Linked DNA regions of Mus musculus: region 2 is linked to region 1. The links are chromatin contacts, called in public Hi-C maps. All regions are on one chromosome and are shown on one strand. The core of a region is the stretch at or near the end of the contact, and the rest is flanking DNA. Distances in the headings are between cores, read along the strand shown.

What was found. A called contact is a pair of places that touch in the nucleus more often than the background predicts.
Region 2: a Hi-C map of uterus shows a contact between it and region 1. The contact joins two enhancer-like sites. A contact is called at or near these places in 1 of 15 datasets of contacts at CTCF or cohesin (the NIH/3T3 cell line) and 2 of 484 Hi-C or Micro-C datasets (nephron progenitors and uterus).

The regions. Positions count from the first base shown.
Region 1 is chr3:58,199,838-58,207,389 of GRCm38.p6, reverse strand. No RefSeq gene overlaps it. Among named protein-coding and RNA genes, the nearest start is that of Gm40057, 8.3 kb to the left of the region's middle. Within about 2 kb of position 4,064, at least 43 of the 459 cell types and tissues checked have an H3K27ac peak or open chromatin away from gene starts, as enhancers often do. A contact at or near this core is called in uterus, where this site is marked.
Region 2 is chr3:58,330,403-58,337,954 of GRCm38.p6, reverse strand. No RefSeq gene overlaps it. Among named protein-coding and RNA genes, the nearest start is that of Gm32847, 32 kb to the right of the region's middle. Within about 2 kb of position 3,639, at least 21 of the 459 cell types and tissues checked have an H3K27ac peak or open chromatin away from gene starts, as enhancers often do. A contact at or near this core is called in uterus, where this site is marked.

The sequences.
Region 1 (7,552 bases), core at 2,815-5,314:
CCCTGGCATTAGACAGCAAGGGACACTGTTTCTAAAAGATGAGCCATGCCCAGGCTGATGCCTGTTTGCCTGGCTTTCCTGTTGCTCTGGACACATTTGTTTTGCTGGTTGCTACTGAGCATTATTTTCCCCTAACCTTTGCTCCCTTTCCCCACCCTTGGCTTCCAGTTTTAACCACATTCAGGGCACTCGTTTGCATTTTCCTTTCTCGCTTGAACAGAAAGTCCAGAAACTGCATAGAGGCTGCCAATCTGATAGAGTCAGCACAGACATGCATGTCATCCGAAGGTCTCTTGGCATTATGAAGAGTTCAATGAAGTTTTTATAGACAAAGTAGTGTGTGTGTGTGTGTGTGTGTGTGTGTGTGTGTGTTGGGGGTGAGCTTGAAACCACATGGGATATGAATGGCTTAGTTCTGTCCATCTTACTTCCCTGCTTGTGACTGCTTCTATTGAGGACTTGGTATGTGTTGTTGGGGTAAGGAGGAGGGATGAAAAGAATTCTACAGCTGTTTAACCTTCTGCTAACATCTGGTTACAAGAAACATATTTCCAACTTCCCGCAGTTTGTTAGTGTGAAATATACAAGTTAGCTGTAAAATAAACTGGTTAAGTAAAAATATGGCTTTATATGGATTTTTACCTTGAAAGTGAGAAATATGAGGTTTTTTTCCCCTTCCTATTTATTAATGTTGTCTGTTCCTTGAAATTACATGTAAAAGTCTGAAAACATTAGATTCTGTTTCTGCTCTTTTTTTAAAGCTTGGATCAATTTCCTCCTGGGTGAAGTTTAAAATAATAAAAACTGGGAAACCATTTGCTCAATGCCTCCTGTTGCATAGCAATGTAAACAAACAGGTCCCTTTCCTCTGTTAGGAACATAAGAACATCCAGTGAAACAAACCACAAAGGTTGAGTTTTAAAAAGATGATTTCCAGGACTTCTTAAAAAAAAACAAAAACCAAACTTCCTTAAAAAGAAAAGTAGAGGGTGTTTTGTTGTTGTTGTTATTATTTTATTTTTTGTTCTTTTCAGGCAAAAGCACTCAGTTGACTTCTCAGGGAGTCAGACTTACACAACTGAACAGATTAGAAAATGTTTTCATTAGCTGGGTATGGTGGAGAAATGTCAGGAGTTTGAGAGCAGCTTGGGATACATGGGAGGCCTTGTCTTAAAGCAGCAGCAGCAGCAGCAGCAGCAGCAGCAGCAGCAGCAGCAGCAGCAGCAGCAGCAGCAGCAGCAGCAGCAAGTTCTTCCTTTAGTGTGTGCCCAGAAGAGCTGGGCTGGACACAAGCCACCCAACTCAAGAAAACATCAGGAGCACCCTGAGCTGGCCTAGCTCTTCTGTATGAAGTCTGTACTTCCAGACTGCCTTGTCTCCGTACAGTTCTCCTCAGGACCATCCTTTGCTCCTCTACTCTTCCCAGCTTACAAGTATGGTCTCCAGGACAGTAGCAAAGAACTTTTTTGCCCACGGGCCCTGGCAAGGAGAGATGAGGTTGGGGTAAGATGGGCTATTTCTTTTCCTGGCTCTCTTCTGCTTTGCTATGGGCAGGTTGGCTGTGTCCCTTTACCCAGAGTTACAAGAAGCTTCTGCCAGACAGCCTTCTTCATACATCTATCCTTCTTGGGCTCCAGAAATTTCTCCCTCCTCCTTGCCCCTTTCAGGCCTACTGCCAGGAAGAGCAGGATGCTGTGGTGTTGGTAGCACTGCATTGAAGTTTTGCTGGCCAGTCTTCCCATAAGGCTTGTTGGGAAATCCACTGACTATCATTTTTACCATATATACGCTAGTATCTTAGAAGTACTATTTAAGATTTCATTTGACTTTATAAAATCATGAGCTTTGGCACTGACTATAATCTCTGTCAATGAGGAAAGCTTACATGAGTTAGTAACCTGGCAGAGGATCCCTGTGTTTTAAAAAAAATGAATGCACAGGCTGGAGAGATGGCTCAGTGGTTAAGAGCACTGACTGCTCTTCCAGAGGCCCTGAGTTCAATTCTCAGCAACCACATGGTAGTTCACAACCATCTGTAATGGGGTCAGATGCTCTCTTCTGGTATGTCTGAAGACAGCTACAGTGTACTCATATACACAAAATAATAAATCTTTTAAAAAATGAATGCACAACAGTAATGCCCACCTTCTGTGGCACACTAAGAACTCAAAACTTTTAATATAAAATATGACAGATGATTGGTTTTGTTACCCTCTATCCTACTGCTAAGGGCCCCAAAACTGGCCACAATATACTAGCTCTTATTACCATATACTGCTCTAAGCATTTTATACCCATTATTTCCCAGTAGTTCTGTAGAGTATTTGTTCTATGGAGGCACTGAGGGATATAGAATTTAGGAAACTTGACTGAAGTTTACTCAGACATAGAGGAGATCACTAAATCTCAATTAGATTGTAGAGTTTTCAAGGCAAAGACCCATCACACATGCCAATTTTGTCTAGCTTTTCAGTGTCCTGTGCAGTCATCCCTATAGTAGGTGTCCAATAAATGTTGCTTTTATTCCAAGAGCAGAGGCACTTAAACTTGTTTTACAATAAGCAGTAGACTAGAAACATGAATGGCCAAACAGCAGCTGCTTTCTCATAGCCCAATAACCTGTGTGGCTAAGAGCTTGTAGGCCAAAAGTCTGATGACCAAGAGTGAGGCTGCAGCAGGCAGACAGAAACCGGAGAGCACTTGTAGGGCGGAGTGGGGATGGCAAGGTAGGAACCTAAGCCTAGGACAATGGAAAGCTCCACTAACTAAGCCTGAGCAAGTCTCAGCAAGGCTGTTGGCCCCAGTGAGACAGTCAACCTCAGTCTATTCCATGGTCAGGGTGAAAGCATCTTTAAGAATACCTAGCTGTTGATCAGACCTTCCTGCTGCTTTCTTCCCCTAAGCCAACAGCTCCTGAGCTTTCTGGCATTTCTGTTAAAGCATTCAGATCCCAGAATCCTTTACCACCAACTTAATGCCTGCTCACATCATTCCTAGGACACATGGCTGAGCAACTGGGAGGGGGCGGGTTGTCCAGGAGTGCTGGCAAATGGCACAGGCTTTCCTTATACTACATGTGTCACAGTAAATCCGGTTATAAATGTTCCCTCCCCCCTTCTTTGCATAGAGAAACATAAAGGGAGACAATTACTCAAGGCACCGTGACACTGTTTGAGTATGCCAAAGCTTGGGCTGGAGGCACTCACTGCATCTCCTTAAATATCTTTTTAATATCTTGGCCCGATCAGACATACCAAGGCCATTACAAAGTTTGCAAATCAATGCCCCAGCTGTTTTGGTTTTTAATAAAACTGAATATGATCTATTTAAAATGATTGTTTTCTATAGGGCTTTCCCAGAACAGGGCTGTGGGCAGCCCTGAAGGCAGGTCTTGGCTCTGATAGAGGTTCTCTCTTTGGATTCCACAGGGTGGGGTGGAAGTGAGGCCTCTGCAGGATTGAGGCTGTCAGCCTCACCTCAGTCCCCCAGCCTCACAAATGTGCGCTTCCTGATGAGTTTACCAAAACATTACTGAAGAATCTTAAAGTTTCAGTTCTTTAAAAATCACAGCTTCTCCATCTGGGATCAGTTCAAATGATTCCTTCGTAATTTTATTAGAGGTCCTGGCCCAGGCAAAGTCTTTTTAGTTGATTACTGCCATGTTGGAAACCGAAAGAGATTCTATTAAAAAAAATTAACCCTCTTGTCCCAAGGAAAAATAAAAGGAGATACACAAAACTGTCTCCTCAGCGACTATGATGTCCACAGTTCCCAAAGCTCTCAGTTTCAAAGTTCCCAAGCAAAAGGGATGTAGTATTATTAAGTTTGGGGCCTGAATAGAAAAACCACAATCTAAGTGCCCGTATATCAATTTTATAATGTTGATAGTTGAATGCAATTCATCTGGGCCATAAATGTGACATCCTGATAAACAAGTCCTTTTGAGGCTGTATTTGAAGATGATTTTACTAGTTTTGAGACATTGCAGTATGATCAGAAATGCGTCACCCACTCATGCAGTTTGCTTTTCTTTGCTTCAGTTTATATAAAATGACTAAGGCTGTGTTGCCTGGGCTACTTGACTGCAGATCTGTGTTCCCCTGGCTCAGCCAAAGGAGAAGATGGAGCCTCTTAGGAACCTTCTGGGCCTTGACTTCTCACCAGCTCATCCCAAGCAACGGAAACTCACTCTTCTTTCTCCTTCTCTTTTCTTTGTCTTCTTTCTTCCCTCCTTCTCCCCTTTCTCTTCATTTCCTCATTTTTTTCCTAACCACAGGCAAAGCACTGTCTCCCTAATTCTCTAAAGTTATCTATTCCTGAATTTTTCCCTTAACCACAGCCGAGAAGATTGAATAGCTGAGGTCGGGAAGCACGGAAAGAATGTCAACAATTTACCACTAAAATATACATTAAGAATATTTCCAGCAGTTTAATCTCCAGGTTGAATTTCTAAATCTAGATTTCTCTTGTCACATGACTGTCTGTTTTCACGTTTATTTGTGCCACTTTCAGCCATAATTTATCCTGTCCTAAATGAACTCTCTGTGGAAGGTAGAGCTGAACAAAAATAAACAAGTCATATAAACCTCAAAAGCAGGAGGCTAAAATAGTTGTCTTTTCCACAAGCCAATATATAAATACCATTAAACATTTTAAAATTATATTTGTTTATCTATTCACTCACTCACTCATTCATTCATTCATTCACACATTTAGTGGGCATATCTGTGTTCTAATTGTCTGCTCATCATATATACCAGTTTGGCAAATAAGTGACAGCACGTGTTGTATTAAATCTAAGGCAGACATTCTGTGGGTTTAGTCTTCCAAGTCTGATTGTTAAGGGATTAACGCTATCCTCAGAGTAAGGGCCTGATGGGCTTTATTATGTCCCCTTTAGCTATAAGAACATCATATATTATTCTTAGTTTGTGAACTTTCTTTAGAGATATTATTCCCACCTCTGTCCCTCTTCCTTATTGGACTTAGTAATTGAAAAATATTTTTGTTCTACATTTCTCTACATATTCCCTAATTGGGGGCATTAACATTTGAAATCCAATGAATGATTATCAAATGTAAGCATAGTTTGACAGAGGCAGGAGAGATGGCTCAGCAATTAAGAGCACTGGTTGCTTCTCTCCCAGAGGTCCTGAGTTCAAATCCCAGCAACTGCATGGAGGCTCACAATTATCTGTGATGGGATCCGATGCCGTCTTCAGATGTGTCTGAAGACAGCATACTCATATACATAATATAAATAAAAAAGAAAATTAGAAAATTGTTATCTTAATCACCTAAAAAATAGCTTGATCGGTTGGCACATGCTTCTTTTTTCTTATCTGGCCTGTGCAGTGTTTATTTGTTATTTCTTGTCTATCACAACCCATCCTGAATCCCAACATTCAGTTTTCCATTAAAGAGTTGTATTCTCCTCATTGTGTGAGATCTTGGTAGTTTAATCTGAACATCCATTTCCCAGTCTGAGAACTGGAAGGAAAAGTACTTTTTGTATAAATAATGTATGTTTTATTTCATGTGCAGAACCTAGATTCTTTCTGGTTTTTGTTTCTTGTTTTTTGTTTTTACGGAAACATGCAGTTAGGAGCATAACTAGTTGGTGGGGTTGGGGAATAAGGGCAGAGAGGGAAGAGGACAAGAAAGGGTGATGGGGTGAAATATTATTAACGTATATTGTAGACACATATGAAAGTCATGATACCCATTATCTTGTATAATTAATATACAGTAATAGAAATGTCCAGTTTCTCATTATATGTGTGTGTGTGTGTGTGTTTGATTAAAGAGTTAAGAGCCAGGAAGAGTTTGAAAGTCAAGCAAAGCCAAAGCCTATTCAAAGAGGACAAGTTCATTAGAGTTTAAAAGAATATCCCAAGGTAGGCACACTGTAAATCTCAGCAGCTGCCTGGAGGAAGAAAATGGAAGAGAGAGAGAGTGATGGCTTCTAGGAACTGTGCTACAGGGCATGAATTCTGAGAAGTATAAGTCTAGTTTCTCACTGAGAGGAATGATTATTCTGCCTATTTCTTTAGCATAGACTAAGGTGAAATGATCCTTGGACCTCAAAGGGATGGTCCTTCCTTCCTGAGAGGTGGTCCTTTGGCTAGATGATTAGCTGGCCTGACTGGACTAGCTTGTTTGTTTATGGTTTGGGGTGGTATGTAATGTCAGATCTTCACCCAGGCTGGAGATTTCATCCTCTTAACCAAAAGAACATAGGTTTCTCTTAATGGGTAATTGTTACTGCTGTGCTGCTAAGTGTCAGCTCTTCTGCCTGCTCCTGCTTCCTTATTGATTTTGTTCTTGCTGTTGTCACCCTATGGACATCCAGGGAAGGGTATTCTACCTAAATGTGACCACTTAGTCTTTTCTGGCTTGTTGAAGATCATGTAGTTTTCATGAGGACAGAGAATACACTTCCTTTACACTGTGAACTAAAACCCTATGAGATCAACTTGACTGGATCTGCAACCTCTTAGAAGACAAACCTCTGGATGTGTCTATGGAAGTTTATTTCCAGGGAGGATTAAGTGAAGGGACAAAACCTGTATTTAGATTGGATGATCTTCCCACAGTTGGCCTAGATATAAAGAGGTCTGAGTGAAAAAGAATTTTGCTAGCCTGACTTCACCTCTCCCAGAGTGCGTGTGTCTCTTGCTGTTGACTACTGCCATCTCCCACGGATTCAGTAAGATTCAGCATTTCAGCGTGGGCTGAATATCAGCCACTCTCCAAGGACTCTCCAGGCCTTCAGCATCAAACTGGGTCTGCTGAAGCTTTATACTCTAAGAGGTACCCGACTCTCAGCTTCCCCAGCATGCGGCCAGTTACTGTTGGACTACCCAGCACACCGCATGTAAGCCAATCTAATAAATCCCCCTTTATAGTGTTTATACACTCTGACCATTCTGTTCCTCTAGAGAACCCTGCCTAGTACACACTCAGCAGAGAGTGCATGAAACTGCATGCAAGATTTACAAGTAATTAATAGCAAGGGTTCATGCAGCAGGACCATGTGGATTTCCAGCCTTCAATGGTTTACTGTACGCTTCTCAGTAGTGGAAATCCCTCCATTTCTCAGGACAACATCATGGGTGGGTAAGGCCTTCAGGTGCTCTGTGGTCAGATGTCTTTCTTCCCCAATGCCTAGTTCAACAAGTTTCCTCCTTGAAATTTATAGTTTTTGAACAAATAAATCCACATTTAAAATTTTTCTCTGAGGCCCATGAGTTATACAGCATATCTACCTTCAGTCTGAAGGTGGCCATTTATTCTGAGTCTTCTCATGATTCTCTTGGGTTCTGTATACTTCTACCACTTCTGTGCTCATGTGGAAATATTTCTTCTCTTTGGAATATACTGATGATCCCTGCCATAAAGCCTATCACTCATATGATTATTGCCTCATAGGTCCATTTCTTTCCTAATACAGTTTGTTTTGCCCATGGTGACTTCTATTCCTTACAGCCAATGAAATACAACTGGCAGTCTATTACTAGAAAGCTCTTGACTGAGTTTGCTCATCTCTTTT
Region 2 (7,552 bases), core at 2,390-4,889, 130 kb before region 1:
TTTGGTCTTCCTTCTTCTTGAGTTTCATGTGTTTTGGAAATTGTATCTTGGATGTTCTGTTTCTGTGCTAATATCCACTTATCAGTGAGTGCATATCATGTGAGTTCTTTCATGATTGGGTTACCTCACTCAGGATGATATCCTCCAGATCCATGCATTTGTCTAAGAATTTCATGAATTCATTGTTTTTAATTGCTGAGTTGTACTCCATTGTGTAAATGTACCACATTTTCTGTATCCATTCCTCTGTTGAGGGACATCTGGGTTCTTTCCAGCTTCAGGCTATTATAAATAAGGCTGCTATGAACATAGTGGAGCATGTGTCCTTCTTACCAGTTGGGGCATCTTCTGGATATATGCCCAGGAGAGGTATTTCGGGATCCTCCGGTAGTACTATGTCCAATTTTCTGAGGAACCGCCAGACTGATTTCCAGAGTGGTTGTACCAGCTTGCAATCCCACCAACAATGGAGGAGTGTTCCTCGTTCTCCACATCCTTGCCAGCATCTGCTGTCACCAGAATTTTTGATCTTGGCCATTCTGACTGGTGTGAGGTGGAATCTCAGGGTTGTTTTGATTTGCATTTCCCTGATGATTAAGGATGTTGAACATTTTTTTCAGGTGCTTCTCAGCCCTTCACAAAGGGCAACTTTGAGGACTCAGAATCTCCTTCCACTATGGGTTTCAGTGATCCAACTCAGGTTGCCAGACTTGCTCCACAAGCCCTATTACCCATCCAACCATTCACTGGCTTGTATAATAGTTTTCTAAAACATGCTAGCATGTTTTATTCTTGTAGCAATCATGTTCATTTGCATCCTAATTTGCTTTTTGTGAGAGATGAAAGTGAGATCACTAAAAACTGGGTGTGGCCCTGGGCAGGCCTGTGGTGATTATCATTTGGTGCACACGATGGGGAAGGGTTTGGGTATTTCAAATGCTCAGGATGCAGGGGGTGGGGGTATATATAGTTCATTTACTTTCCTAAACTGTAGATCTTTCCAACTCAGTGGAGTTACTTCTTTACTATCTGCCTTGTTGCAACAATACCTATATTTGTACTAGGACAGCAGTCAGGAAGTGATAGAGCGGTCATCGGGACTGAGACTGTTCTGGACAGTAGTTCACGCACGGCCAGGCAGATAATGATTTGCAGGTTTGAGAGCAGCTGAATGTGATACAAGTGGATGCAAGCTACTGGTGGAAGCCAGAGGCACACCCTTTCAATGCAGTGTGGATTTATGAGAGCATCAGGAGCCTGTGGGCTTTGAAGACAGGTATATTGCAATGATTTGGTTCATAGAGAGTTTGTGTTTATTTTGGTCACTCGGCGTCTCATCTGTATGGAGTGCTAGTTCCAGTCATGCTCATAAACCTACTTTTGATTCAGGTTCAGTGTCTCTTCCATGTCTGATTGGGAATAAAAAAAGAGAACATTAAAAACAAAAAAAAGACATAAATAGGTTTCATATGATCTTCAATCCAAGTTACAAGCTCCGGCTCCTCCCACTAGCCAGAGGTGGAGAAATCTTGCAAGTTTCAGTGACCCTTGCAGAATGCCTGTTCTACATCTTGCCCTCAGGAGCAAACCAGAGCAGGTTAGGCATAAACGGCTTCAGTTTCTATGGCAGCATCTTGCAGAGAATGTGGCTCAGACACAATCACTGCTGGATCTCACTGCGAAGGTCCCCTCTAAGGGGCCAGGTTCAAGGTTATTGTGATGCATGGCGCAAAAATGCATATTGGAACGAAGCAGAGCTGAATTGCTGAGGGCAGAGGTATGAAACACTGTCTCTCTCAAGGAATTCCATCCCTGGAAGCCAGCGTGGCAGGCCTCTGACAGCAGGGGCTTCAGGCGGACTTGTTTTTATAGCGTGTCAGAAAAATATGTATCATGGTTTCATTAGAAAATCTGCAACAAAAGTTTGTACTTTCTAATTCTACTAGGAAAAAAAAAATCCAAGCTGCTATTATCTTGCAACAGGACAGCTGTAAATGAGGCGGCACCGTGTTGGGTTTGAGGACATCCCTCCGTCTCTCCCTGTCTCTCTCCCTTCTTTCTTCGTTCCATCCTTAAATATAATACAAAACAGAACTAGATCTGAGAGAGGTCTTGCTCCCCCCCCCCCCCAGCAGAATTACACCAAGCACAAAGCAATGCATTTTCCAAATACCGTATGAAGTCCTGTCAATTAATTTCTTTCTTTTACTTTGAACCCTTAAAGAGATAGAATTACTTGCATCAGTTCCTACAGAATGGCAGCCAAGGCTTTTATTAAAAACACGGCCCTTCACATTTGCCCATATTTTCCTTCCTTCTAAAATGGGAGAATCTCAAGTGTAAAAGAAATACGAGCATACAATATTGTCCCTTTCATCCTTGCTCAATGCTCCAACCTGCCCGCCCCCATCTTATTTTTCTTTATTACACTTTAAGGCTCAGCAGCTGAACTGGCGAGAGGACTCTGGCAAGGCCCCCTCACATTGTATCACTTATTAATTCTCAGAATAATAAGTGAGAAGCTTGCTCTCATTGGCACCGAGGCTGGCAAAACACTTTTGTCCTTAGGGAATATATTAAAAAGACTTGATTTCCAATAAAACTCAGAATTCTAGGAGGTTGTGCTCCTCCATGCAAATTCTTTAATTTTTTTTAAGAACAAAAGATAAAGAGTGTCGCTGCCTCCTTGTTGAAAAATAATCTTTAAAATAGTTCTGGAGCCTGGGCCTGCAGTTTGTTAATAAAGTGGCCAGCATGTGCGAAGGCAAAAGGCGGATCCCTGGCAGTTCAAAACACAATGAGAAAAACAACAAAAACAAATACAAATTTTAGTATGCCCCCTCAGATGCATTCTGTGTATGTTAGAACATTGTCTAGAAGAGTGATCCTCTGCAATACCAATGAAAAATAATTTGATGATAAGATATGACTTAAGTAAATGTCATATGATCTGTATTTCTTTCCCCACCCACTCCTTCTCCTCTCCCCTCCCCCTTCTTTTTAAATTGCCAGCCTCTTTTGTTCACTAAAACCTGTCTGTGCCACGGAAGAGACCATACAGCAAAAACGGGAGAACAGGGTTTGTGATGTCAGGCTAAGGAAGCAAGGTGGAAAATAACGTGAATTCGTATCTTGTTTTAAACACTAAATGAAAACATATCCAAACCAGGGGGTTAATTAGCCTAGAACTGCCATAGTTTTTATTTTTCCTGTTCTCCTTCTTTCTGTGATTTGGGGAAATTACTTTCCTAGCACTGATAACAAACAGAAGAGCCAACCACAGTTCCTTTTATTTTTAGTAGGTCTGATTTATCTTGGAGTACTCTTTACTTTTCGTAGACCTCCAGCTTCTAAAACTATATATAGATAAACTCAGAACAGTTTACCAGAAGCTGTGCTTGTGTCGGATAAAACGTCTGTCCTAAAATTAAAATATACTGGAGCAACATTGGAGATAAACATTTTTTTTTTTTTAAACCTGACGAATAATGAGCTCAGTAATTCAGATATGAGCAGGCCTGACTTTGGGGGAAATGTGACCTAATAGCATATGATGAAATCTCAGATCCTCAGAGCACGCTTCAGCTCCGCTAACCTCACCAAAAACAGCAGTTAGTCCAGGTAAGACGAGGTGGGATGAATCAGGGCCAAGCCCAGGATCCTGTCAGACCAGCTTGTGTTCCTTTCCTCTCAGGCATCGTCCTCCAGCCAAGAAGGTTCATCTTTCCAGTGTATTTTAATACCCTTTGGGAACATAGCCAAAGTCCAGGGCTTTGACACCTTATTTTATCCAGAGATGGAGAAACACCTGGCTCAGGGGATGGGGCGCGGGGGTGGAGTGGGGCGTGGGGAGGGAGGGCTAAGTTATCAAACAAACACAGTGCCTTGTAGCAGCAGCAAATTAAATGTCAGCTCTCAGAGAGCCCCTTTGAAGTTGTGCAGAAGTCTAACTGCTGGAGTGCAGTAACTCTTCGCAAAAGTGTTACTAAAGAAACGAAAGAGCTGGTGAGTCGCCGTCTATTTTTGCACCAAGGGAGAAAGCAAATGAAGAGACATTTATGGGTATGTATTGAACATAGATGGTCCAGATGAGAAGCTGGGGAATTCCTTTTTTCTTTAGTATTATGGATGATAGTTTAAAGTATCAGTTTTGCCAACAAAGGTGGTGCACGCCTATAATTGCAGCACTTGGGAAGCTGAGACAGAAGGATTGTTACTTATTTGAAGTCAGCTTGAACTTCAAAGTAAGAGTGCCTTAAAAATAAAATAAATAAATAAATCTCATTTCAAACAGGAAATTAACTAATAAGATGCCGAGTGGTAAGCTATTAGAGAACCTGGGGATTTACCGATGCCAAAATCACTTCTTTTCCTGGGGACTCCGAAGTTAGATCCACTGCAAAACACTGGGTGGGATGTGAAGGCTGGATCAGGAATCCCAGGGAGGAAATCTCCTCCTAGCCTGCCTATTTCCCTCAAACTTTAATGGCTCTTTCGCTCTCTCTGTCTAATTGTCTTGGTCTTTGACTCTCTGTCTTTCTCTCTCTGCCTCACTCACCCCTTGTCCCCCCCCCCAGCCCCCTCCTCTCTTTCTTACTCTCTCTCTCCCTCACCCCTTCCTGCCTCCCTCCCTCTTTACCTCTCTCTCCAATACCTCTTTCTCTCTCTGTCTCCCTCCCTTCCTCCCTCCTGTTGGTCTTCCCTTTCTTCTCTCCCTCCCTCTAGCCCTCCCCATCCCCCCTTTTCATTCACTTGGCAAATGCTTCCTTCATAATCTTCCATCTGTGCCTGACACTCTGAGTGGTCCTGGGGATTCCACAAGGATGGATGAAGAGGATAGATAGCTCCTGACTGACTTCCTGTCCCTGTCTCTGGAGGAGCAGCTCCCTGGGAAGTGACATGCTGCCACATACCACTCATTTTTATAAAGCCACACTTATCTCTGATGTTTTATCTGGATTTCTTTTCAGTTCGGTCAATTTAGTCACTAAACGAAAACTCCAAGTGGACAAAACGGGAACATTCCGTTGATCCTCTTTTCTTTTTTGTTTTGTATGTTTTGTTTTGTTTTGTTCGAGACAGGGTTTCTCTGTATAGCCCTGGCTGTCCTGGAACTCACTTTATAGACCAGGCTGGCCTCGAACTCAGAAATCCACCTGCCTTTGCCTCCCGAGTGCTGGGATTAAAGGCGTGCGCCACCACACCCGGCTTGATCCTTTTTTCTAAGTCTTGGGGGAGAAGGATGGTATTTTAAAAATCAATTTAGGATCTAGCTAGTAGGGGAGAAAATCACAAAGGGATTTTATTTTTGACCATAAAAACACCAATTGATGAGTTCCCCCATCAATAACCTTTTGTTTTATCTCCATATTACTTTCTGAAGAGAAAAAAAAACAAACAACAAAAACAGAAACCAAAAACTGCTACAATTTTGCAAGAAATGAAAACAACATTTTTAAAAGTTACACTCTAGGGACCTGTAGACAGCTTAGCAGGTAAGAGTATAGCCCATCACACACAAATCCTGGCCTATCCCCCATTTTATACACCCTGGTTGTGGTAACATCAGCCTGTAATCTCAGTACTTTGGAGGTAGAGGCAGGAGACTCAGAAATTCTTTTAATCCCAAAGATGGAAGGAGAAAGACCACTGTAGTGGCTATTCCTGGTTGTCAACTTGACTATATCTAGAATGAACTACAATCCAGAATTGGAAGGCTCACCAGTAACCCTAATCTGGAGGCTGGGAGATAGAAGTTTCTGACCTGGAGTGTATGGAGATCTTGAGACATAGTGGCTATGGATTCCAGAAGATTAAGACAGGGAGATCTCCAAATTCAAGGTCAACTGGGATTAAAGGTGTGGTGGCATACACCTTTAATCTGGGCTACACCTTCTGCTGGAGACCATATAAGGACATTGAAAGAAGGGAGTCTCTCTTTCTCTCTCTTTCTCCTTCTCTCCTTCGCCTGCTTGCCCTGTGGGACTGAGCAAGCCAGTGGGGGCAAGCCAGTAAAGAACATCCCTCCATTGCTTCTGCATCAGCTCCTGCTTCCTGACCTGCTTGAGTTCCAGTCCTGACTTCCTTGGTGGTGAACAGCAGTGTGGAAATGTAAGCCGAATAAACCCTTTCCTCCCCAACTTGCTTCTTGGTCATGATGTTTGCTCAGGAATAGAAACCCTGACTAAGACAACCACCAATCCAAATCATGCCCAAGTTAATTAAAGCAAGCCTTTTGTTTGTTTTGGGTTTGGTTTTAGAGAAATTCACTTTGTAGACCAGGCTGGCCTCCAACTCACAGAGATCTGCCTACCTCTGCCTCCTGAGTGCTGGGATTAAAGGTGTGCACCACCACATCTGGCTAAAGCAAACTTTTTTATTCCTGGATACATGCAACCTCTCCTAAGGCAGGGTTTGAGAGGTCAGCATTGATGTGAGGAAGACAAGGGTTTATAGCTCAGGGTAGGGGGTTCCCAAGTCAGGGATTCAGCAGAGAAGCTAGGCAGTAGCAGAACATAAACATAAACAAGGTAGGCTTTTTTTTTTTTTTTTTTTTTTGGTTTTTCAAGACAGGGTTTCTCTATGTAGCCCTGGCTGTCCTGGAACTCACTTTGTAGACCAGGCTGGCCTCAAACTCAGAAATCCACCTGCCTCTGCCTCCCAAATGCTGGGATTAAAGGTGCGTGTCACCACTGCCAGGCAACAAGGTAGTCTTAATGACCTCCTGAAAGAAAGAACTGCAAGGTGGTCTTAACAACAGGAAGTCATAACAAGGTAGCCCTAACAACCTCTTTGGAACAAAGTTAAGGAAACAGGTGGGGCTTGGGGCATAGGCCAATCCTTGAGAAACAGATTTAATCATAAACAGCAATGAACCTAGTTTGTTTTTACTATAGAGATTGCTTTTAAGCCTAAAATGGAGGCAGGCTGGTTCTTCAGTTCAAGTTCATTCTTTGCTACTCACACAAGGTCCTGGCCAGTCTGGGAACTTGTCTCAGAAATATAAAGAGGGCCAAAGAGAAAGGTTTGGGAGCTTACCAGATCACAAGTTATAAGGGTAATATGTGGCTTCTTTGTTGTTAATATTATTTCACTTGTCATGAAAGCCTGGTGACAGAGAACTCAAATAAAATAGAAATAATAGTAACAACAAGGAAGGCCCACATTACTCTTAAGACTTCTGATCTAGTAAGCTTCCAAAAGAGCAGTTTCTGATCAGTCAGTCAGAATAACAAAAATAGGATTTAAATACTTAAGTTCCTTAATAGGCTTGAACATTTGACTGACAATCACACATTTCTTGCCTTTTGGAAAGCAATGAACTTCTTAAGGATCCCATGATATTGGAAATGGATTTTAAAGGCCCTAAATGATCCTTGTGCCTGGTTGGGTCATGTGACAAAATAACTAGATCATAAAAGTCTCTCTCTCTCCCTCTCTCCCTTTCTCTCTTACTCTATCACTTTCTTCTAGTGGAAGCTAGCCTCTGTATTGTGAGGCTGTCACATGAAAAGGCCCATGTGACTCAGAACTGAGGCCTCCTGCCAACAGC